3 separate regions of the Mus musculus genome follow, and all the other regions are linked to region 2. A link is a contact called in public HiCAR-type and promoter capture Hi-C data. All regions are on one chromosome and are shown on one strand. Each heading gives the region's core, a stretch centred on a gene start, on an enhancer-like site or on the middle of the called end of the contact. The rest is flanking DNA. Distances are from core to core; before and after follow the strand shown.

Region 1 (2,732 bases), core at 193-2,692, 590 kb before region 2:
GACCTCTAACATTGAAAACTTTACAGCTCTAAAGAGATAGACTGGAAAATGAAAGTTATTCTGTGCTCATGGGTTAGTAAAATTAATATTGTGATTCAGATGGAAGCGGTCCCTATCAAAACACCCATTTCATTTTTCACAGAAAGTGAAAAAACTGCCCTAAACTTCATATGGAATCACAGATCCAAAAGAATCCTGGGGGAAGCAAGTACAAGTGATTGCTGTGCCAGGCCGTAAGACTATGTTACAGAGCTACAGTAACAAAAACAGCATGGCACTAGCACAAAAGTAGACATGTAGACCAATGGAACAAAATCATACCTTCAGCCATTTAATATTTGAAAAAAATGTCAAAACATAAACTGGAGAAAGAATCTTGAACAAAAATGGTTTTGGAGAAACTGGACGTCCACATGCAGAAGAATTCAGTTAGACCTGCAAAATGAAGAGGTGAACAGGAAACCTGCAGAATGGAATCTTTGCCAGCTACACATCTGACAGAGGATTACTACCCAGAATATACAAAGAATTCACAAAATAAATTAAAAAAAAAGATCAAATGGCTTATTTTAAAATGTGCCCAAGGCTAGAACAGAGAATTGTCAAAGGAAGAAACAAAAATAACTAAGAAATATCTCCAAAAATGCTCACCGCCCCTAGCAATTAGGGAAATGTCCAAATGACATTGAGGGTTCATCTTACCCCAGTCAGAGTGGCAAAAATCAACAGAACAATAGACAGCAGATGCTGGAGGGGATACAGGGGAAAAGAGTCCTCATTTACCACTTTGCAAACCGGGGCAGCGATTATGGGAATCAGTGTGGAGAATTCTTTAAAAGCTAAAAGGAAATCGACCTTATGACCTAGCCATTCCATTCCTTGACGTATGCCCTAAAAACGTGACTGTATTTAGAGAGACTTGTGCAGTCATGCTCATTACTGCTTTATTCACAAAGATAGGAAGTGGAAACAGACTAAGTTGTCTTCAGCCCATGAATGGAGAATGAAGGTGTGGTAGTAGATATACCCTGTCTAACGTCATTCGTATGCAAGGAAAGTTGCAGCCATGAACATTACAAGTAGATGAAGCTAGCTATAAAACGTCATTTTGAGTGGGGTAACCCAGACTCAGACAGGAAAATGTTATATGTTCTCTCTTATTGGAGGCTCCTCCCTCTAACTCTTCATATGTGAATATGTATCCTGCAATAAATGCAGAAACCAAGAAAGTAAGAGGGGCCATTCCTGGGGAGTTGGGGTGGATGAGAATTAGGGGGATAGCAGGGTACAATGATTTAAATAGGGAAAGGTGGGGCTCTAATTAGGAGCAGATACAAATGATTTGCATATTGAGGGAGGCTGTAATTAGGAGCAGGGTACAAATGGTTTAAGTAGGGAAAGGGGCTGTAATTAGAAAGAAGGGGGAAATAAGGAAAGAGGAAGTTATAAGGACAGATGTCTGTAAAAGATATAATGAAACAAGCTGTCTATCTAAAACAATAATATATATACATATATATGTATGTATTAATGGGTATAGATATTTTAAATGAAGTTTTCTCTTCTGAGCTGACAGTACTCCTTCCAAGAGCTAATCTACAAAAATCCTGATACCAGGCATGAGAAATGTCTTGAGTAGTTTTTCAGGGTTTTCCAAAAGATTCCCCAAACATCATAAGCTATTGCTCTTACTCTTGGTTGCTCCTCAGAGGTAGAAGGTAAGTTTTACTGATGAAGACACCAGGACCCAAAAGCCCTGATCTGGAACTTACCCACAAACCTCCTCTCTGAGAACTAGCTCTCGCAGTACAAGGTGTCATTCAAGCCTCTAAAGAAAGGAAGCACCCAGCAGTCCTACCCAGCTCTGATGTCTGTGAACCACATTGCCCAGCATGGCTTGATAACTCTCAGGGTGCACTAGTGGCAGGCACACCTTGCTGGTAATCAATAGCTCTCTAATTGGACTTAAAGGCCACTCAACAAGAGGGAAACTGTGCAGGGTACTGGAAACCTAGCAACTAGCCCTAGTGAAGTTATGGATCTCAGAGGAGAACCTATAACTGCCACTTTATTAGACCAGTGTAGTCCTTCACTACATTCAACACTTGTTCTCATACCTACAGATAAGTATAAGTATAGTCCTCACCCTCATCAAGGAAGCTTCTCTTTGCGACAGACAGGTAGTAGGCCCCACTCCCAATGCACTCATCTCCAGGATGACTTCCCCATCCATGGTTCAGTAAATCTCGAGGAAGAGCAGCTGAAAAGATTGTAAAAGTCAAAGGATCAGGAATTTGCTGTAAGATTGTGTCTCCTACTATTATCAGAAGCCACATCCTTAAGATCTCACTAACATGACTCTAAACATGAGCTTAAGAACAACAACAGACATACCAAAGTAGACTGAAAACCATGAGGCCTCAACCCAAAGAACTACAGGCAACCAAGGAGTGCTGAGATCGGGAGAGTCTTCTGCAGGAGGAGCACACCAACTGGTTATCTAGTGCCAAGGGGACAGCCCTGAATACATACACACAAGTAATATACACACTGAGCAGGTTAGACTTGGGGATATACATGTGTGTAGCAACCATTAATAAAAAGAGAGGCCATAAATTTGAAGGAGACTAAGGAGGGTGTATGGAAGAGTTTAGAGGAAGGGGAAATGACAAATTTTTTGTGATAATCTTAAAAATAAGGGAAATTATTTTTAAAAAGGGAAAAACAAAAAT
Region 2 (2,941 bases), core at 353-2,852:
GGACCACTGTGATGTCCTATGGCCAAGGAACAAAAGAATACCAAGTTCAGACCTAAAAATAAATTCCACAAAGATAAAAACATTGTATTACATCCAAAATTGAATAATAACTGTAGCAGTTCTGGCCTGAAGATTTTCCTTGGGCCTAATGACAATTAGCACTCTAACCATCAAAAGTTGATTAAATAAACTGCTAATCTACTGCCATAGGACATGACAACCTACCCAGGCTGGCTTGGAGATTTTCTGTCTAGTGCCTTTGAAACCATAAGAGCTACCAGCCTGAGAATGGACTGTCATGCTTTGGCAAAATATGCCTCTAGATTCTTTAAAAAAATGGGCTACGGGGTTGATGAGGGAAAATGATTGTAAAAGATAACTCTGCTCTGTCACGGTTTATCAATGATGGCTAAACTTATGACTACGAGGAAGCTAAAATACATCTGGGGACAAAAATATGATCTATGAATCCATCCCTGTCTACGGAGTGCTGTATAAAGCAGCACCCCACTTCCAGTCAGTCAGGTGGCAAGATTCCCAGGACCCCAATGCCTGATCCCCCCACCCCCACCCCCGCCCCTTGACACTTCTTGTTTCCTCCACAAGACCTGGCCATCTCCAGGGACTGGTCCCCATGCACCGAACAAGATGTGCATTGAGTATGCTATACACCATCACGGAGTCTTTGCATCTCAATAAAAATCTTTCAAACCTCAAAGGCATGTCTTGCCACCACCCACTAAGTAAATGACAGGCGCCTTCATTTCTACCACATGGCACTAACCCAGAACAGTCTCGGCTTGGTCCAGCTGTCTCTGCCTCAAAGCCCTCAGTCGAAGGGAGAGCCTCTGGATGACAATGTAGAGTAGGATGCAGCTGAAGAGGATGTACCAGCCATAGCTGGCCAGCAGGGAGCCCACTGGGGGGAAAAAAAAAAAAAAGAGAAAGAAACCAGTTTCAGAAATGGTAATAGCATTTTTTTCAATAATACTCTACAAAAATAGTCATAGCTTCTTCTTTCAGAACCTTCACAGTCTAGCTGGAAATGGACTCCTAAGAAGCGAATCGCTGGGTACAGAAACTTCTCAACTACAAGGGGACTCGGGAGTAGCCCGGAGGGTGCAGAGCCCAGCAGCTAGGTTCTGAAGGACTAAAGGGGACGTGTCTATCTGATTCAGGAAAGCAAAGGCCATCCAGACTCCGTGAGTTACACTTTGTTAAGGAGTGAGACAACAGTGTGTTAGTGTCGGGTAGAGTGAAACGCCGGGCGGAGGACTCCACTGCAAAAGGAAAATGTTAAAGGGACTCCCGTGAGCCAAGTCCGCGAGCGCCCGCCCAGCTAGGGCGACTTCGAGAAAGGTGAGCTCCGGCCCAACAAGCAGGCTCGGCCAGTCCGCGGCGTTAACGCCAAGCCTCCTGGAGGCCGACCCACCGAGCATGGCGGCGCCCGCCGCCCCTGACCTGTCACGTGCAGGAATCGCAGGCTCTCGGTCTCCAGCGCCGGCCTCGCGGACAGAGGTTCCTCATCGCGATCCATGGCGGCCACCGCCACCGCCACCAACGACAAGCCCGCTGCTCCTCTCTGCTCTGCGCTTCCGGTTCGGCCCTATGTACACGTGGCGCTCACTGCCGTGGCGGTACTGACCTATCGTGGCTCGACCTACCTCGACGCTCGACCAATCACAGGGGGGGTGTGACCAGAGGGCGGGGCTGAAAGATGCCCAGGCGGAAGCGCGTTTGACTTTCAGGGAGGAGCTCGCAGCTCAACTCGGCATAGCTCGGATAACCGATCTTGTATTTGATACTGATTGGACATTGAGGCTCAAGAGATTTGAAACCTCCTGGAGATGAGATTTGAGTCCCGCCCTTGTCACCGGGCCCTAAAGGTTTGCAGCATAGATTCCCCTCCCCTAACGTGCGGAAAGCGATCTACTTAGAATTCCTTTCTTCTGATCCACTGTCTCAAGGGAAGGAATTAATGTAGTAATGACTTCAACTTAGGCTCTTATGTGTTACATTACCACAGTTTTTGTAATGGTTCTCTGCAACATACTAGGAAGGCAATAAAGGAGATAGCTGCGATTTGAAAAGGAACTGATGGAATCAAGTTTCCATAGATTAATGGGATTAAGAAGGTGAGAACTCTGTGGTGTTTAAAGGTGGGATCCTTTGGGAAACTACTATATGAGGTCAATGTGGGTGTCCCCAGAGAAAAAGAGACTAGATTTCTGTGCACCCCACCGTGAGATGACTCAGCCTGAGGAGCCTGATGGAATCTATACGGTGCTGTACCAAGCTTGAGGACTTTGAATCTCCAAAATGGAAATAAAACTCACTGTGTCATAAAAACTAGTCTGTTAAGGATCTTCTAATTCAGCGACTCCATCTGGGGACATGGGAGAGAAAAGCCTGGAGTCACTTCACATTATCAACCACCTTGAAAATAGACTTTGATGACTGGATATGAAGCTAAGAATATGAAGATAGCCATGAATTTGCTGATTTTTTTTTTCAGACACAACATGGCTTTTTTAAAAAATTGCTAAATTTTTAAAGTTTTATGATTTTAATAGTTTTCTCAGTGGTAAAAAAGGATCAGTTTAATTTTTTTTTCTTTTTTGGTACCGATGACTGCCACCCCACCTCTGAGGCCAGTTTGAACCCTCTCTCTTTGCTTAAGGTGATTTCTCACATCATACAGAGCAAGTGAAACATCTGGTTACGAGAGAGGAGGTTGCTCATTTGCCTGTTGATCCAGTCCCTTAACATCTGCAATCATGATGATGAAATAAGTAATGTTTAGTTTCATTAAAAGACAAGGTGGAGGGGAAATGTTGGCACACACCTTCAACCCCAGCACTCAGCAGGCAGACACAGGTGAGTCTCTGAATTTGACGCTCAGGACAGTGAGGGCTACACAGAGAAACCTTGCCTTAAAAGC
Region 3 (2,700 bases), core at 101-2,600, 710 kb after region 2:
AAGGAGTAGGCGCATCAAACTGCTAGGCAGGTTTGCAGAGTGCATCTCTTATTAAATGGTAATGCCCTCCCTGGTATGAAAGTCCTTCAGGAACCGCTTTCTCAGCCACAGCACACCCAAGTCTTTTATAATGCTGTTTTCTCATAGGATAAATTTAATCACCCCCTTTGAGAGAACACAGGACACTTTGCCTGTGAAATAACTACACACACCACAACTAAAACAAAACAAAACAAAAAACAAAACTGACTTTAACTGTTTTCCTACATGCCGAGAAACAGGGTTTGGTTTGCACGATGCTCTTTTCTGGTTCAGCTGGCTTAGAGTTACAAAATACTTGACTTTGAAACCTTAATTGATGTTTACATTTCATGTATGGATATTTCCAAGTTAGAATTAGGTTTAAATTGGTCATATAGTTGAATTCTCAAAAGACAACAATAGTCTAAAAGCCGATGCTTCTGTCTCCCTCTTCCTTGTATGGCTACTGTAGCACTATGCTAGGTACTTTAGGATGTTATCTAATGTTACTAAATTTTTCTAATATTCCTTAAGAGCTTTGCAGTATACAGAATGTAAATTAATGAAGCTCGAAATAGTTTTCTACCTAATTTTTTTTTTTTTTTTTTTTTGGTTCAGCAAGACAGTTGGCCTAAGTTTGCACAGTGGCCTATTGAACTTGTTGAATTCCGCGTGTCCTTACATCCTTTTCTGGTTTAGAAAGGCAGGCAGCCTGCTCTGTCTCTTCAGGGGCCAAGAATTTCAGCAATCTTGATAGCCTAAAATATTCTATTGAGATCCCTGTCTAGCGAGGCGGGAGAAGGGGGCTGGGATTATCTCAGTGTCCAGATTTGTACCTGGTTTATTTAAGGCAGTCGGTTTGTCCTGAGCCTTCTAGAACGCTTCTGTTGTGCTTTAAACAAAAACATATCTCCAATGGGGTAACAGTGCCGAGACACATGGTGACAGTTGTGACCATTGTTACTTGCGAGGCTAAAGAAACCACAGTTGGGTATTGGCCAGGCCGACCTTAATTGTCACACTCCTGCGTGGGGCCCATCTGGGGTTGCTGGTTGAGGAGAAAGTAGACAAGTCTGTGTAGGGAGTCAAAAAGCTTTAGTACACAGGAGTTTGGGGTTCTCGGGGGTGGGGGTGAATCGAATTCTGCCGGATCTGTGATAAAAACAAACAGGATGGATCGCGCGGCAGCGGAAACCGCCTAGCAAGTAACTTGGGTAGCCGAGCTTTTCCTTCCGCGCGGGGGTCGGACCCGGCCTGGCCCCGCCCCTCGCGGAGGCCCCGCCCCCGCCGGCTGGGCATGCTCAGTGGCCCGGTCCGGCAGGTTTTGCGTGGCCGCCTGAGTTGCCCGCGACGGCTCTGCCCGCCGACGGCACGTCTCTCGGCGGCCGCGCGTTCCGGGGAAGTTACGTGCGGGAGCAGGCTTTGGAGGAGACGCCCGAGGGTGTAGGGGACAGCCGGAGGCCCGGGTACTGCGGAGCGGCGAGCCGGCGGAGGGCGGCGGAGGCCGAGCAGGCGGCCGGGTGTGCCCCGCGGAGAAGCCCGGGCGGGGCGGACGCTTCCCGGACTTTTGTCCCACTTGAATCCCCTCCCCGTGGGCCGGGCCTTTCCGGCCTCCCCCGCCCCTGCCCCGCTCGTCCCCGGGAGATGTTTATGCGGACGGTGGCGTGAGGAGCGGGCGGGCCGGCGGCGCGGAGTTTCGGGTCCGAGGAGCTTCGCGCGGCGCGGAGAGAGACAAGATGTCCGCCAGGGCCGCGGCCGCTAAGGTGAGAACCTCTCGGCCAGCCGGGCGGCGGGCTGGGCGGCGGGGGGCGGCGGGGGAGCCTCGCCCCGCCCTCCCCGCGGCGGCAGCCGGGGGCGACCGCGGCGGGGCGGTGAGGGAAGGCGGGAGGGCGGGCTGGGGGTGCGCCTGCCGCCCGGGCAGGTGCACGGCTGCCGGTGCCTGGCTCCGGCTCGCGCTGGGAGGCGACGTGCAACAGGTCCCGCGCCTGGAAAGTCGCCCCGGGTGAGGATTCTCAGGTCCCGGGAGCGTGTCTGCGGAGACCCGGGGGTGTCAGCTGCAGCAGGAGGGTGGGTGGGTAGCCGCGGGGCTGGCTCTGGAGGAGTGGTTGGTACCCGACGAAACCCTATAGTTTCGATCTGATGTCACCCGCTGCGGTATGCGCAATGGCAGCGATAAAGCTTGGAGACAGCAAAACACTCAGCTCTAGAGTAGCTATGGTTTATTTTGAGGTTTATTATTTATGTGAGGCCACAGAAGGAGGAAAGTTTTTAAGCACTTTAATTTCAACTTTCAGAAGTAGCACAAAGTGTCCCTACACATGGACAGTAAGATGGGTGCAAACCAAAAGAGCCCGGTGAATTCTGCACAAAACAACTTGCCTATTTTCCTGTGTGCTTTGAAGTGTGCTTCTTGACAGTGTGTTATATTATTATTACATTAGGCTAAAATTCTTAAAGATGAAGTAGAATCCTTCTTTTGTACGTTTTAATTAAAAAAAAATCCTAAAGTGCTTGCTTTTTCAATGACAGACATACAGTGTGAGAAAAATCAATCCGTTATTCAAACAGCTTAAACAGGTGGTGATTTTATGTAGTTTTCTATTTGAAATACTTAATCATAACCTTTGAGAATAGATGGAAATTTCTGAATTCTTGACAGGACCTTGTTTCTTTGGCAGA

The links. Promoter capture Hi-C pulls out the DNA fragments that hold promoters and counts their contacts. HiCAR-type assays count read pairs that join an accessible place to other places.
Region 1: a contact with region 2 is called in a promoter capture Hi-C map of the HPC-7 cell line. The contact joins the enhancer-like site here to the promoter of Selenos in region 2. A contact is called at or near these places in 11 of 39 promoter capture datasets (the C10 cell line, the HPC-7 cell line, HPC-7-derived erythroid cells and 7 more), 1 of 15 datasets of contacts at CTCF or cohesin (pro-B cells), 71 of 484 Hi-C or Micro-C datasets (the 63-12 cell line, the AML12 cell line, B cells and 47 more), 21 of 115 datasets of contacts at active chromatin or transcription factors (the 230-238 cell line, CD8 T cells, acute myeloid leukemia and 17 more) and 3 of 9 other capture datasets (adipose tissue, embryonic stem cells and liver).
Region 3: a contact with region 2 is called in a HiCAR-type map of astrocytes, with 2.7 times the contacts expected there. The contact joins the promoter of Tjp1 here to the promoter of Selenos in region 2. A contact is called at or near these places in 1 of 39 promoter capture datasets (cranial neural crest), 1 of 484 Hi-C or Micro-C datasets (myocytes) and 2 of 115 datasets of contacts at active chromatin or transcription factors (astrocytes and bone marrow-derived macrophages).

The regions. Positions count from the first base shown.
Region 1 is chr7:66,665,986-66,668,717 of GRCm38.p6, reverse strand. The region is part of intron 4 of Asb7 (ankyrin repeat and SOCS box-containing 7); the gene reads left to right. Among named protein-coding and RNA genes, the nearest start is that of Asb7, 22 kb to the left of the region's middle. Within about 2 kb of position 1,442, at least 4 of the 459 cell types and tissues checked have an H3K27ac peak or open chromatin away from gene starts, as enhancers often do. A contact at or near this core is called in the G1E-ER4 cell line and the HPC-7 cell line, where this site is marked.
Region 2 is chr7:66,078,310-66,081,250 of GRCm38.p6, reverse strand. It overlaps Selenos (selenoprotein S), which reads right to left and starts at 1,602. Exons shown (of 6, transcript NM_024439.3): 1 at 1,462-1,602; 2 at 785-919. The coding sequence starts at 1,537.
Region 3 is chr7:65,369,894-65,372,593 of GRCm38.p6, reverse strand. Tjp1 (tight junction protein 1) reads left to right here and starts at 1,350. Exons shown (of 27, transcript NM_001163574.1): 1 at 1,350-1,784. The coding sequence starts at 1,758.